Regions from separate parts of the Bombyx mori genome. Here region 2 is linked to region 1. A link is a contact called in public Hi-C data. All regions are on one chromosome and are shown on one strand. The core of a region is the stretch at or near the end of the contact, and the rest is flanking DNA. Distances in the headings are between cores, read along the strand shown.

The links. Hi-C and Micro-C count contacts between places; a contact is called where the count stands out from the background.
Region 2: a contact with region 1 is called in a Hi-C map of whole pupa, with 2.9 times the contacts expected there. The contact joins two enhancer-like sites. A contact is called at or near these places in 3 of 7 Hi-C or Micro-C datasets (all in whole pupa).

Annotation. Positions count from the first base shown.
Region 1 is chr11:11,258,337-11,264,892 of ASM3026992v2, forward strand. It overlaps LOC119629108 (a long non-coding RNA gene), which reads right to left. Exons shown (of 3, transcript XR_005245194.2): 2 at 6,091-6,184. Among protein-coding and RNA genes, the nearest start is that of LOC119629108, 6.2 kb to the right of the region's middle. Within about 2 kb of position 3,750, at least 4 of the 8 cell types and tissues checked have open chromatin away from gene starts, as enhancers often do.
Region 2 is chr11:11,334,605-11,341,160 of ASM3026992v2, forward strand. No RefSeq gene overlaps it. Among protein-coding and RNA genes, the nearest start is that of LOC134199696, 5.4 kb to the right of the region's middle. Within about 2 kb of position 2,892, at least 8 of the 8 cell types and tissues checked have open chromatin away from gene starts, as enhancers often do.

The sequences.
Region 1 (6,556 bases), core at 2,500-4,999:
TTTCAACGCTCGTTGTATGTTGTTATGTCTTGGAAGTGAATGAGGTCGGAAGTTTCGCATAAGACGAAGGCAGATGAGGCGCGGGTGCGGGATGAGACACGCGCTGCGGGAACAGAGAGCGGAGGCGTGCGGTGTCGCAAATAGGCCGTGACGCGGGCGGGCGCTGCACTTTCGCGCGGTCATGTGCCCGGCGCCGCGGCCAGACGCTCGTAATCGTTCCTCTATTTAAAAACGTGGTCGCCGACTGTGGGTGGGGAATGTGTCGTGACAACACACAGACGACAACGACCGCGCGCAGCGGAAGCGACACACTTCCAGCCCGGAAACGTGCGCCTGTGCCTTAAGGGACCGCCGCCGCTCGCTATTTTTAAACGAACCAGGACGCATGTTACCGTTCGTGGGGGAGCGTGACGTCATCAACTTATTTCCGAACGTACATTACGAACGATGATAATCGGGAAACGGACGTATCTTGTGCGAGATCTGTTCGGAAAGTGAAGGGGGGACCGTAGTTAAGTCGCGGTCCGTTCCAGAGAAGCACACCTCGCTTATTAACGAATTAGTCGGTGAAGAAAGGGCAAGGGCCCACCGGAGATAGGGTCAATAAATGCGCGCCTTCGTAACTCGTAATTAATAACGAAGCCGCGATAAAATCTTCAGAGCAATTACCGAAATACAGCAGGTGCGCACGCAGCTCGAACCTTCTGAAACTAATTACACCTTGTGTATTCAATTATTACTTGCGCGCCTTAATAAATATTCAACTCGTTCTGGCAAAACACATATTTGGGTCGTCTTTATTCAAACATCATAATAGCACAATTTGAAGACGTTGCCCGCTAATTTGAAACACTAAAAATGATTTTACATTCGATGATCCCAAACTAGGATTTTCTAGTAGGTAGGTATGTTTTTTCTTGACTTATCAATTTCAAAATTTCAAGTATCGAAAAATAATCGATATTTTTTCAGAACAAACTAATATTTATGTTCTTTCCCACTGTACATTATTTCAAATAATTAATCTATGATTTATTGAAATGAATGTCTTGTTGATTGTTATTTTTATTTAGTTATGCTAAAAGATTGAGATAGATTAGTCTAATCTTTAAAGTATACATCCAATTTTTAGAGGGCCAATATTCTCTTCCGCACTGTTGCATCGATATTTTTATTGAAAATATCAAAATCGATATTAGCGAAATATATCAACACTTTTTGGAACTTCTGACATCCCAAACCGGTATGGTTCCCGGAAACACGTAAGGGACGCGAAAACAAACACTCCGACATCGAGTACCAAATAAGTATCATAAGCGAATATATTGTCTTATTGTACCCACAGTATTCCGACAGTATACAGACTCCGATCGGCAATCGGAATCGGGTCCTGGGCTAAGAACGTCACCAACAACTGAACCAACAAGGCGTCCTTAATCGTTAATCGTATGCCTTTACACCGGGAAGTGTCGCGAATGGCGACGGTTTAATATGTGTCGCGTATGGTCCGGAGCGGCGACGACAAGACTTGTTCAGAGCTAATAGCCCCTACGTGCGTTAAGCGGCGCGTCTCGCATTTTAATAAACCCTAATTAAGTCGAACGATTTACATTTTTAAACTGTTTATCACGACCGCGCATTCGATGTAAATATGACATGTTTCGGTGATGTCGAATGTGCGCTCGGTCGTGGTCGGCGTTGCAGTCCGGTGCAATGCGCTACGAGCCCGCTACGGCACCGCTACGAAATCGAGATCATTAAAACACACACACACGGACACGCAGACGCACACGTACAAACGCGCAGATTAAATCTCAACTTCATTAAAATACTTTCGATGAGAATTCCGTTACCCGCCCGCCCCGCTCTGTTCTTCCGCTATACGCATCGAATCGCTTGTCGACTTCAGAATCGAGAGAACCCGACGCGAAACGTTGCGCAACAATAAAGCAACAGACGCAGAACACAAACATTAATAAACGAGACGTTTGCAATATTATCTTTATCCATAAAGAAAAATGTGCACAAACATAATACTTTCACAACACATGCATAATATGTTGCAGACATTTCACATTCTCGACGATATTGCGTATGAATTTTATTTACACAAAATACGAATGCCGGCGATCAAATAACCGGACTCGGTGTCGTTTGTAAGAATTTACATTGAGCATGCTCTTTATTTTGTTACAATTAGTGCAAGTTTCGTAATTTTTAGAGACGAAGAATGCATTATGTTAGTAAAAGTTCGATCGTAAAATTTCACCTGACGCTAGTGAGTGATTCAACCGATCTTGAATTTCTTTAAAGGCAAGCAGTAATGTTGTCCCATTTTCTAACTTAAACCCACTAATAATAGGATAGGTCTTTAATTGTGATTTCAAGATTTTGAATAGACGTATGCATGAGCTAAAATAAATGCAGGCATGCGTTCTGTGATAAGGGCCAAAAGGTAACAGATAAAGGTGCTGTGTGTTAGTGGTGCGGGCGAGGACGCGCAGGGTGCCCTGTATGCTTAGTGCGAGTTTTTTAACGTTCTCGATAGCGTAAAAGTTAACTCAAATTTGTATGGAGTTGGAACGTTTACCAACGTTTGGGCTAGGGGCGTTGTTCTAACTGCATATGCCTGCAGATTTGAGTTAACTTTTACGCTATCGAGAACGTTAAAAACCTCGCACTAAGCACACTGTTCGCAGACGCGGCGCGGTGCGGCGGCGGTGGCGCCGAGCCGCGACATGTATTATTCAAGCGAGCGAGGCCGCGACCCGCACCGCCCCCCAAATTCTGTTAGCGCCGCGTCTCGCACATTTGTGTCTAATTACCAGCCATCGTGACCGACTTACCGCCACTATTGTTTTCATTATCTGTACAAACTTACTCTTGTATTGTTCGATTTTAAAGATAAACTGCATCGTATATATAGTATAGGCGTTTCCGAATTTTTACATTGTCTACGAGCGATCAGATATGCGTGATTCGAAAAAAGCGAAACGAAAATGAAGTAGGCCGATTAAATGTTTGCTGTCATTCGAAATATGACGTGTTTGAGTGCTTACAGAGTGATGAGAGCGATTAGTGCGACGTGTCCCAGTTGCGAGAGTGCAGGGAGGCGGCGACGGACGACGGTAGGTTCGATGTTACCGAATAGTTCATTGTGTGCGAGCCGCCGCCGCCGCCGCCGCCGCCGCCCGTAAAGGGGTCAAGGCCTCAGTGGCGCCTACCTGACGTCCAGCACGCTCTCGTGACCTACTATCCGCGATGTCCCACCATTAAATAGCACAGAAGCGGCGTCCGCGGCGATATTACAAACCGGGTTTCGCGGGCAGGACGTGAAGAACAAATAAAAGATTCGTATTGTACAAACAAATATTCCGGACATGAATTAATCATTAAAGCGTTCGGGATACGCGGGCGACCTCCATGAATATCGGTCAAGCTGATGTTTCAACGCGCGGAAGTTGGTATGTAAATATTTCAATGAAATACGTGTGTATGTACACGCGTGATAGTCCCTGAAAATTCGTATTTGTAAACGCGCTTCGAGCGAGATGTGAGGCTCGGTTTAGGTGCGAAGGTTAATGACCGATAAGGTTCGCGCTAGGCCAGCTTCACATTTTCACTCACCTCTGGCACTATCACTGAGCGACCTATCAACAGAAATTAGTGTCGAAGCGTATGGGGGCGTTTGGTCGACGCCGCCGCGGCCGACGCCCGAGTAAGTAGGTCCGCCGGTAGCTCGGCGACGTGCGATAACACTCGATGGATACAGTGCTTTGTTTGGTCGTACGCTGTACAGTGTACACTCGACGCATGTACGTACCTACGCGCTATAATAATACACTTTTTTTTTGTATTGTAAACAAGTTACCTGTTATAGATGTACGAGGCGCGACTCTCGCCGAAACCACGTGGTTACCGCGACTAGATCAGCTAATACTGTTCACCTATTTCCAACTAAAAATCTACATACAATTCGAACCTGGGAAAGATTGTGTACGTTATTTTTTTTTGTTTTTTTTTTTTTTGTATTAATCTATTTAAGTAGATCACTTGTGTTTATTATAATTTTAAAACAAAAAATGTAGGTAGTTAGAAAATATACGTGCGATTACTTTTGTTAGATTATTTCCTGTTGCGTCTGCAGGCGTGTGTTAGGCTGATCACACACTAGAAAGGAAAGCGGGGAAGGAAGGCGGCCGCTACTTGCTCCTTATCGCACTATTGTTCGCGACAGATTTATAACTTCCCTTCGCCCTCAATAAGGGCTCGTGAACCTTGCATACTCCAAAATAACTGAAAAATATTTCCTAGTATTGTAATGACCTCAATGGATTTAACAGTTATTTTCAATAATAGGTATATCCACACAGATAGAAGAAGACAAAAAAGTTGGGTACAATATTTTCGTTTCTTTTTTGTGAACTGATTTTCTTTATCTTGTTTTATTTTGTAGGTACTGACAAGCTTTAGTGCTATCATTATTGTTTTGGATTTAGTCATATTTTTTTTCCAAGACGTATCTAATGAAAACTAAAACGAGGGCGACAAGTTGGGATAAAAATTATTATTATTATTATTTTATTGCCTTTGTAGGCAGACGAGCGTATGGCCCACGTGATGGTAAGTGGTTACCGTCGCCCATGGACTTCAGCAATGCCAGGAGCAGAGCCAAGCCGCTGCCTACTGCAAACATTCAATTTTGAACAGACTACAAATTAAAAAGTATTGTGTGAAATTATTGGGGAGTATGGTAATTCCGAAAGCCGGGAAAATAAAGATAAAGTATTTTTTTATGGGCACACGAGCAGACGGCCCATCTGGAATTAATGCTTTTCGGAGCCCCTAGGCACCGCCACCAAGCCCCAGACATCATTAGATTGAAGTCTCAGTTGAATTGTGTATCGGCTATGCTTAATACTATTTACTACCTAATAATATGAGTGCATGACGGCAGAAATTGACAGCAATAAGTACATTAACACAAACAGAAAATCTATGCCCACTGAGTTTCTCGTCGTATCTTCTCAGTGGGTCGCGTTTCCGATCCGGTGGTAGATTCTGCGAAGCACTGCTCTTGCTAGGGCCAGTGTTAGCAACACTCTCGGTTTCTCGGTTTGAGCCCCGTGAGCTCGCCTACACGTCAAGAAGAAGCTGATATAGCCTCTCAAGTCGAACTCGTTTGAAGTCGTCGTGGCCTAAAGGATAAGACGTCCGGTGCATTCGTTGTTGCGATGCACCGGTGTTCGAATCCCGCAGGCGGGTACCAATTTTTCGAATGAAATACGTACTTAACAAGTGTTCACGATTGACTTCCACGGTGAAGGAATAACATCGTGTAATAAAAATCAAACCCGCAAAATTATAATTTGCGTAATCACTGGTGGTAGGACCTATTGTGTGAGTCCGCACGGGTAGGTACCACCGCCCTGCCTATTTCTGCCGTGAAGCAGTAATGCGTTTCGGTTTGAAGGGTGGGGTAGCCGTTGTAACTATACTGAGACCTTAGAACTTATATCTCAAGGTGGGTGGCGCATTTACGTTGTAGATGTCTATGGGATCCAGTAACCACTTAACACCAGGTGGGCTGTGAGCTCGTCCACCCATCTAAGCAATAAAAAAAGGCTATCAGCATAGGAAAAAAAAACTATATAATATGCATATGTATATACACAAAAAAGTTCGAGCTTTAGTTTCATAAATAAAATCTTTTTGGCGAGTTAATTTATATTCGCACATCTAAAAGAAAAAAAAAACAAGAGAAAAGAAAAGAGAACACGTTGTATATAAAACGAATCGAAATCACGAAATGTCAGGCATTACGGTCGAATTTCAAACGCTTAGCGAACACTTGCTGAGCTAAGCGCAATTGCTTGTATTTTTGTTAATTGTGAACCCGCATTCTAAAGCAAAGCCGACCGGCGGACCGCGAAAGTTCATGGACCCGGCGCCTCTGCTCATTTTAATCCTATTAGATTGCGTGCAGCGCGGACACAATACCTAAAACATAACTTAATTCTATTGGTCTATACACTCATTGAGACCGGAAACATCTGTATGAGACTTGAGTGATATTTGGATCATACGTACCTAGGTGATGATGATTACGAGTTTGGGTTAAGCGGCTATCGACTCCGTTGATGTACCAGGCGATTATGTTACAGATTGCTCGGCCCCAAACAACCTGGAAAGGTAAACACGTAAAACTTTAATCTTTAATGTTTGCAAAACAAAACAAATATTAAGAACAATTAGCTATATTTATTTCTTATTGAAAAATTAGGTCTCTATTTCCCAGCGGCGGCTCACACAGTCTGTGAGAATTATCGTTTGGCTCCGTTCCGACGCCGCTAATGTTCCGTCGATTCACGGGCCTTTGTTTGTGAAAAAATATTGTGTTTAGCTAATTACGGAGTCCACGTTATTTATTATATTTTATTGTATTATATTATTATGCTGAAGTCTTAGCAGTTAATTAAGTTCATGAACGTGCGAGAGATTTTTGCGGAGGTTTTTAGCTAGCTACAATAGTTTTTAGGTTTTAAATTCGAGTAAA
Region 2 (6,556 bases), core at 1,642-4,141, 75 kb after region 1:
CAAGATTGTAGTTGCCCCAACGATTGCATTGTCGTTGCAAATTGATCAAGGTACACTATCCGCTGTGTCGTTCGGTCGGCCAAACGTTTCAGCCAAGCGACTTTGAATTCAATGTCTTGAACGACAAGGGCTAGAGAACTTGCGTTGTCACGAAAACCAACACGCTTATCTGTTGCGTATCTCATTATCACCTTTAATAGTTTTTAGCGCGGAGTCTGGTCGGAGGCCCCGATTGTCAAGTTTGCTTGAAATTAGACGTCAAAATATACATAAGCCGACATGAAAGTACTGTGACTTTGTCGAAATGTCGAAATAAGTAGCCTCAGAATACGGAGCTGTGGTGTGATGTGATACCAATGAAATACTTCATAATACCGTCCTTTGAACACCATAACTTTCATTACGTCTGATAATTAGCGCATTGTCAGATTAGCGGCGGCGTAATAAATACCGAACTCAGTTTCTAATTGAAGAAAGTCAAGAATTTATTGATGGTCACAAAAATAATGAAAAGTCGTTCTGGTTCTGAAAAAAAAAAAGCAACGATGCTTTCCGATAAGTATCCGTCGACATGTACTAGAGTCATGTTATTTAAAATTAGAATGATTTGGAGGAATCGTTCTTTATGCAAAATGTCAGTGTTTTAACAGCATTCATTGACATCAATATATTCGGGTAATTTTAAGGTGTGTAGGTACTTATGATATATTGTTGTATTGCGTGTTCTGTAGCCTCGGCTTGGACTACCAAACTTTCTGTGTCACTGTTGTGGTTGGCTTATGAGGTTGTAAGCTCGTCTCGTCTTCCTTCCAAGGATTTGAAAGAAAAAAAAACTTTTGATGTCGTCGTGGCCGAAAGGATAAGACGTTTGGTGCAGTCGAGTGTAGCGATGCATCGGTGTTCGAATCTCACACAGGTACCAATTTTTCTAATAAAATACGTACTCAACAAATGTTCACGATTGACTTTCACGGTGAAGGAATAATATCGTGTAATAAAGATCAAACCTGCAAAATTATAATTTGCGTGATCACTGGTGGTAGGACCTCTTGTGAGTCCGCACGGGTAGGTACCGCCACCCTGCCTATTTCTGCCGTGAAGCAATAATGCTTTTCGCTTTGAAGGGTGGAGCAGCCGTTGTAACTATACTTGAGACCTTAGAACTTATATCCTAAGGTGGTTGGCGCATTCATGTTGTAGATGTCTATGTGCTCTAGTAACCACTTAACACCAGGTGGGCTGTGAGCTCGCCCACCTACTCATCTAAGAAAAAATAAAATAAAAAAGGGTTCGGAATATTCTAATGAACTTTAGTCGAATCAAACCTGGAAAATACCCACTACTCTGTAAAATTTAGTTCATAGTTCCTTTTTTTTATCCAAGCTGATAGACATGAGAGGCTATTTCAGCGTAACCTTAACTAGTAGGTGAGCTCACGGGGCTCAAACCGGAGTGATGCTAACACTGACCCTAGCAAGAGCCGCGTTCGGCAGAACCTACCACCGGATCGGAAACGCGACCCGCTGAGAAGATCCGGCGAGAAACTCAGTGGGCTGTGTCTATGAGTTAGTTCGCTCGTCGAGCCCTTCGTCGTTTCTTTACTCGTAGTAATATAAATAATGTAGATTCTTATGCGTTCATTCGCTTCATGTGGTGTTGGTTAAGGCGTATCGATTATGCATACGCACCACCATCCTGCCAAGTGAGCGGTAAACTCCTCTGTCTCCGGAAATACAAACATACATCAATCGAAATTCCAGCATTACTGCATAAAATTTTTACATGACCTTATCCCAAATAGGTTTTTAAAACGGAGACTTAAGTCTTAACGGCAAATAACATTTTATTTAAAATACTTACATCATAGAAATGTGTTTAGGAGAGAAATGCAGTACCGAATGCGACTAAGACGTATTTTCATATTCTATTAATCTGTTCTTGTTTACAACTAGTTTTTTTTATTTTTATTAGGTTCACACAACTCGATAAAATCTGCACACATAAACATTGAACTTATTTACATAAAATTAATACATTGTAGAATTCACCCTTTTGGGTGTGAACACATCTTGCTTAAGAGCGTTTGTGCTTAAGATGTTCTAGGTATTAGAAATTTAAAAGTCGTTCGACTAAAATATGTAGAGCAGCAGGTGTGTGAACATCCAGCTACCCTCCGGCCTCAGTCCACGGGCGCCCTCGAGCGTGCAACAAGAATGATTGCGATTAGCTCCATTTACAGGCGCACGATCCATTATAGTCTTTCCCATCAAGCGACAAGGCTCAAAATTCCTCCTGCTCCAACTGCACGTGCATTTTAACGGTTTAATCGGTTGTACGAACCGAAACTGTGTAATCAATAGCAAAATACAACATCGCTCGTTATGAATATCAAAAATATTGAATACGACGTTTTGTAATATAAATTGTTTATATGGAATCATAACAAAGCGAAGTACTTAGTGACTGGCTGACTGGGTGCGACGTTGTGCAATAGGTATGTAAACAAACAAACCAGCCGCTCGTCGAGTCGTCGTACCGTGTAAAATGCATACAAGGCACGCGGTATCACATGCATAACTTACGTGTCCGTGCGTCCGTCGGCGGCGCGACGGTGTGCAAGCAAAAGCACGAGAGTAAATCGCTCGTCGAGTGCACTGGTACCGGTGGTGCGGGGCGGCGCGCTCCTGGTGGCCGTGAGGTCGCGCTAAATCTTATCTCAAGCGCACGTACGCTGTTATGCATGGTACGAAACGTGAGAACGAGATCGTTACGAGTGTGTGCGCACGTTGCGGGCCGCGGTGCATACGGCGGAGGTGCAGCGTGCAGCGTGCGCGGGGCGCGGGCGCACGACGCGGACTGCAGCACCACCGCGCCCTCTGACCGCGCCCGGGCCCCTATACATTCTCAACTGCACTACAATGAATGGAAACGGCACGGCCGCGGCGTCCTGACACCGTGCACACTACGCGTGCATCGAACAACCCCGCGCTCTCTCGGCGATCTCTGCGCCGGATCACACCGAACAATAGATAACATCGCAACTGATTTTGTCCCGTTTGTGTCATAATAAAGCCGTGACTTTAACCCGCTGGCCTATTCAAGTTAGAATTAGCTTTTAACAAAACTATACGTAACCTTTAGAACCAATTCGAAGGCATCTAAAGTTATATTAATTACTTTGCTGTACCTATCGTCTAACACTAATGTGATTTACATTTTAATTCAATATAAAATATTCTTACCTACTTAAAATTTGTTAAATATTAAAAAAACCTATTCTATTAATCTAGTAAAAACAAGAAGTTTTATATTGATTACAAAAATTCGAATGAAACATTAGAGTTGGCGGTTTTTTTATAGCTGTGTAGGGACTTTACTATATTGCATAGCGATAGTGCAAGTAAAGATGTCATATACCAAAACAAAGCGGCGAGGGCGCGCGTGCCGGCGACAAGGCGATGACGCCACATGTAGGCATGCTTCAGATTCCATTCAGAGGGTTTTATCGGCGGCGGCGGAGAGAGGAGCTGCGTACGCGCAAGAATTCGGCTGTTTGGGTGCGCGCGCTGCACGCGGGTCAACGACCTAATAGCGCCGTCCTTTCAAAGATTTTTCTAACCGGTACCCGCACTGTTCTAATAGGACTTCAGGAAGCTATTTACGTTTACATAATTAATGTTTGTTTTGGCTAATTCGTTGTGATGTATGAACACGCACTATTGAGTATAAGGATTATACTCAGTAACTCAGTAACTATACTGAGACCTTACAACTTATATCTCAAGGTGGGTGGCGTATTTACGTTGTAGATGTCTATGGGCTCCAGTAACCACTTAACACCAGGTGGGCTGTCAGCTCGTCCACCCATCTAAGCAATAAAAAAAAAAAAAAAAACGCACTGCTCTGATATTAAATGACTTCAACAATGATACGCAAACAAAAACAAACTCCTAGCGGGAACCGAACCTGCAAGTCCCTACAAAGCGGTTAAACGTTTGCTTATTAACAATGAATACTATAAGTCCCGAGTATCACAATTAACGTTATAATTAACAAGAAAAGTAACATTTTTCAGCAGTAACTTGAAGTTCTATTATAGGATCCCTCTGTATTTGACTCAATTGTTATTGTTCTCACACAGTGGCGTGAACCTAACATTTATGGGTTTGATTGACGTACACATTTCTGATTTTTCTAGGTCCGGGCTAGATGAGAAACGCACGATTTGACGAGGGAATTCGTTCATAAGGATTAGAGGGCGGAATGTTAATTCAAGAGCTTAATCCAGACATCAATGACCTATTAGAGCTCTAGGTGCCTATTGAAAGTGCTTCTACGTGGGTTCTTCACAACGGCGATGCATATTGAGATGTTAGAAATAGGAAGGTAGTACCGTTTCACCAGTTCTGATTCGCCTCAAGATCGGCATCCGCTATGATTTGCGGATAGGCTCTAGAGAATCAAATATGTATATTATTATAAAGAGGGTTAATATTGACAGAAAATTATGTACTGTAAAAGTATGGCTCGAATTTCTTATATTTTCAAAGCTAGTTTGGCTACAGATGTCATCCTAATTGGCTTTCTCACTCGTGGTCGATAATACCGTAACTATGATTTGGCTGTAGGGAGATCTTACCTTTAGAAAAGTGGGGATAACACAAAATGCTACCTCTTTGCTGTTAACGCGAAATGCGTGCAGTGTTTTAAGAGACTAAAGTTCAGTTTGTCTGCAAACTTCGCCTCTTAAGTATAAAGCAAAAAACAACGATGACACTTTTATTTTGGAGTATATGGTTTGTAAGATTGTAATTGAAATAAATTACTTCTTTGTATCGTGCGCGGGAAAATCGAAAAATAAAATGAAAGAGCCAAAAATGAATACAGATGATTGTCGCTTATCACTTATTTAGTACATGGTTACAAACCTCAAGAATCTCAAGCAGGTATCGGTATATTAAGGAATAATGTTAGTTAAAAAAATTCTATGCGTTTTTCTACAGTTGACAAGATTTTCAAATTTCATTCATAAATTTATTAATTGTCAAACACTGATAGTATGATTTAATTTTCGACCTTCTGTGGTGAACACGGAAATATTAAAGTACCTATCTATTTATCGCGAATAGGTCATAAATTAAGCTATGTCCAAATGTAGACCTAAGGGAATACTAAAATCGAATTCCGGTGTTTCAGTTATCTGTCTTACTTGTACCGCAAGTATCTTTATCTCCGTTTAATGACAGCATTAGAATAGAATCAGTGATAAATAAATCAAATTTCACGTTTAAATATGATGTTCCTCCTTTGATAATATTTAGTAGGTACTCGTAAATGCGATAGATACAATCAACAAGCTAGTGATCTATTTTTAAGGTTCCATGGCCTATAATGGATAGAACGCTCAATGTTTTCGCATCTTAGCCCGGATTTTTCTCGCCGGATCTTCTCAGTGGGTCACGATTTCGATCCGGTGGTAGATTCTGCGAATCTTGCTCTTCGCTGCTGCTCTTGTTTGGGCTAGTGTTAGCAAAGGCTCTCAGTTTGGGCCCGTGAGCTCAGCTACCCGTCCGCCCGTCGTTGAAATAGCCCCTTAGGCTACCAGCAAATAGGTAAGGCAATAAACAAATCGCATCAAGTTGTGCAACTATGAACTAAGTAGGTATAGTTTAAAACTTTCAGTTTTTCGACTAATTAAAAGTTCTTAAAACTTTTGTGACTAACATGTTGAAGGAAAAACGTTGTGTTGCCACAATCAAAGTCTGGAGATAAGATAGATTTGCCTCAGTTACAATCGGTACCTATAGCCCAATATAGCAAAATATATAGGTATATTGAGAGCCCGTTAGGGTCGCTTCCACTATCTTGCCTATGCTACCTAAATGGGTGCGATAACTAGATATTACCTTTAGTTTTCAAAAGTGAGCTTTCATTATATCTACAAGAACTTACAGTACACTGTATGCAAGGTTTTTTTTAATACAGTCCTTATTAAAAACGTGTTTTTAGTGTTTCTAAACCATAACATTTTTTGATATGTAATTCTCTCTGTATGGCGACCGTTTCCTGCGCCGATTCTCCGAATTACGATAAAGTACATAATAAAATTAAAATGAATAAATAGTTTTTCTGTAACAGATGAATCGGAATTATTGTACCCGGTAATTCCCCCGAATTAATAAACGTGGATTGAACAGGCTGATACTGATACATCTGTAGATGGGTAGTCGAGCTCACGGGACACATCGTCCTGGTTAAGTGGTTACCGGAGCCCTTAACTATCGCAACATGAAAGCTGGTACCCATTTTGGAATATGAGATCGAAGTTTTTTTTTTATTGCTTAGATTGTTGGACGAGCTCACAGCCCACCTGGTGTTAAGTGGTTACTGGAGCCCATAGACATCCACAACGTAAATGCGCCACCCTCCTTAAAAATGCTTTTTAAGGTTTCAGTATAGTTATAATGGCTGCCCCACCCTACAAGCCGAAACGCATTACTGCTTCACGGCAGTAATAGGCACCTACCCGTGCGGACTCACTAAAGGTCCTACCACC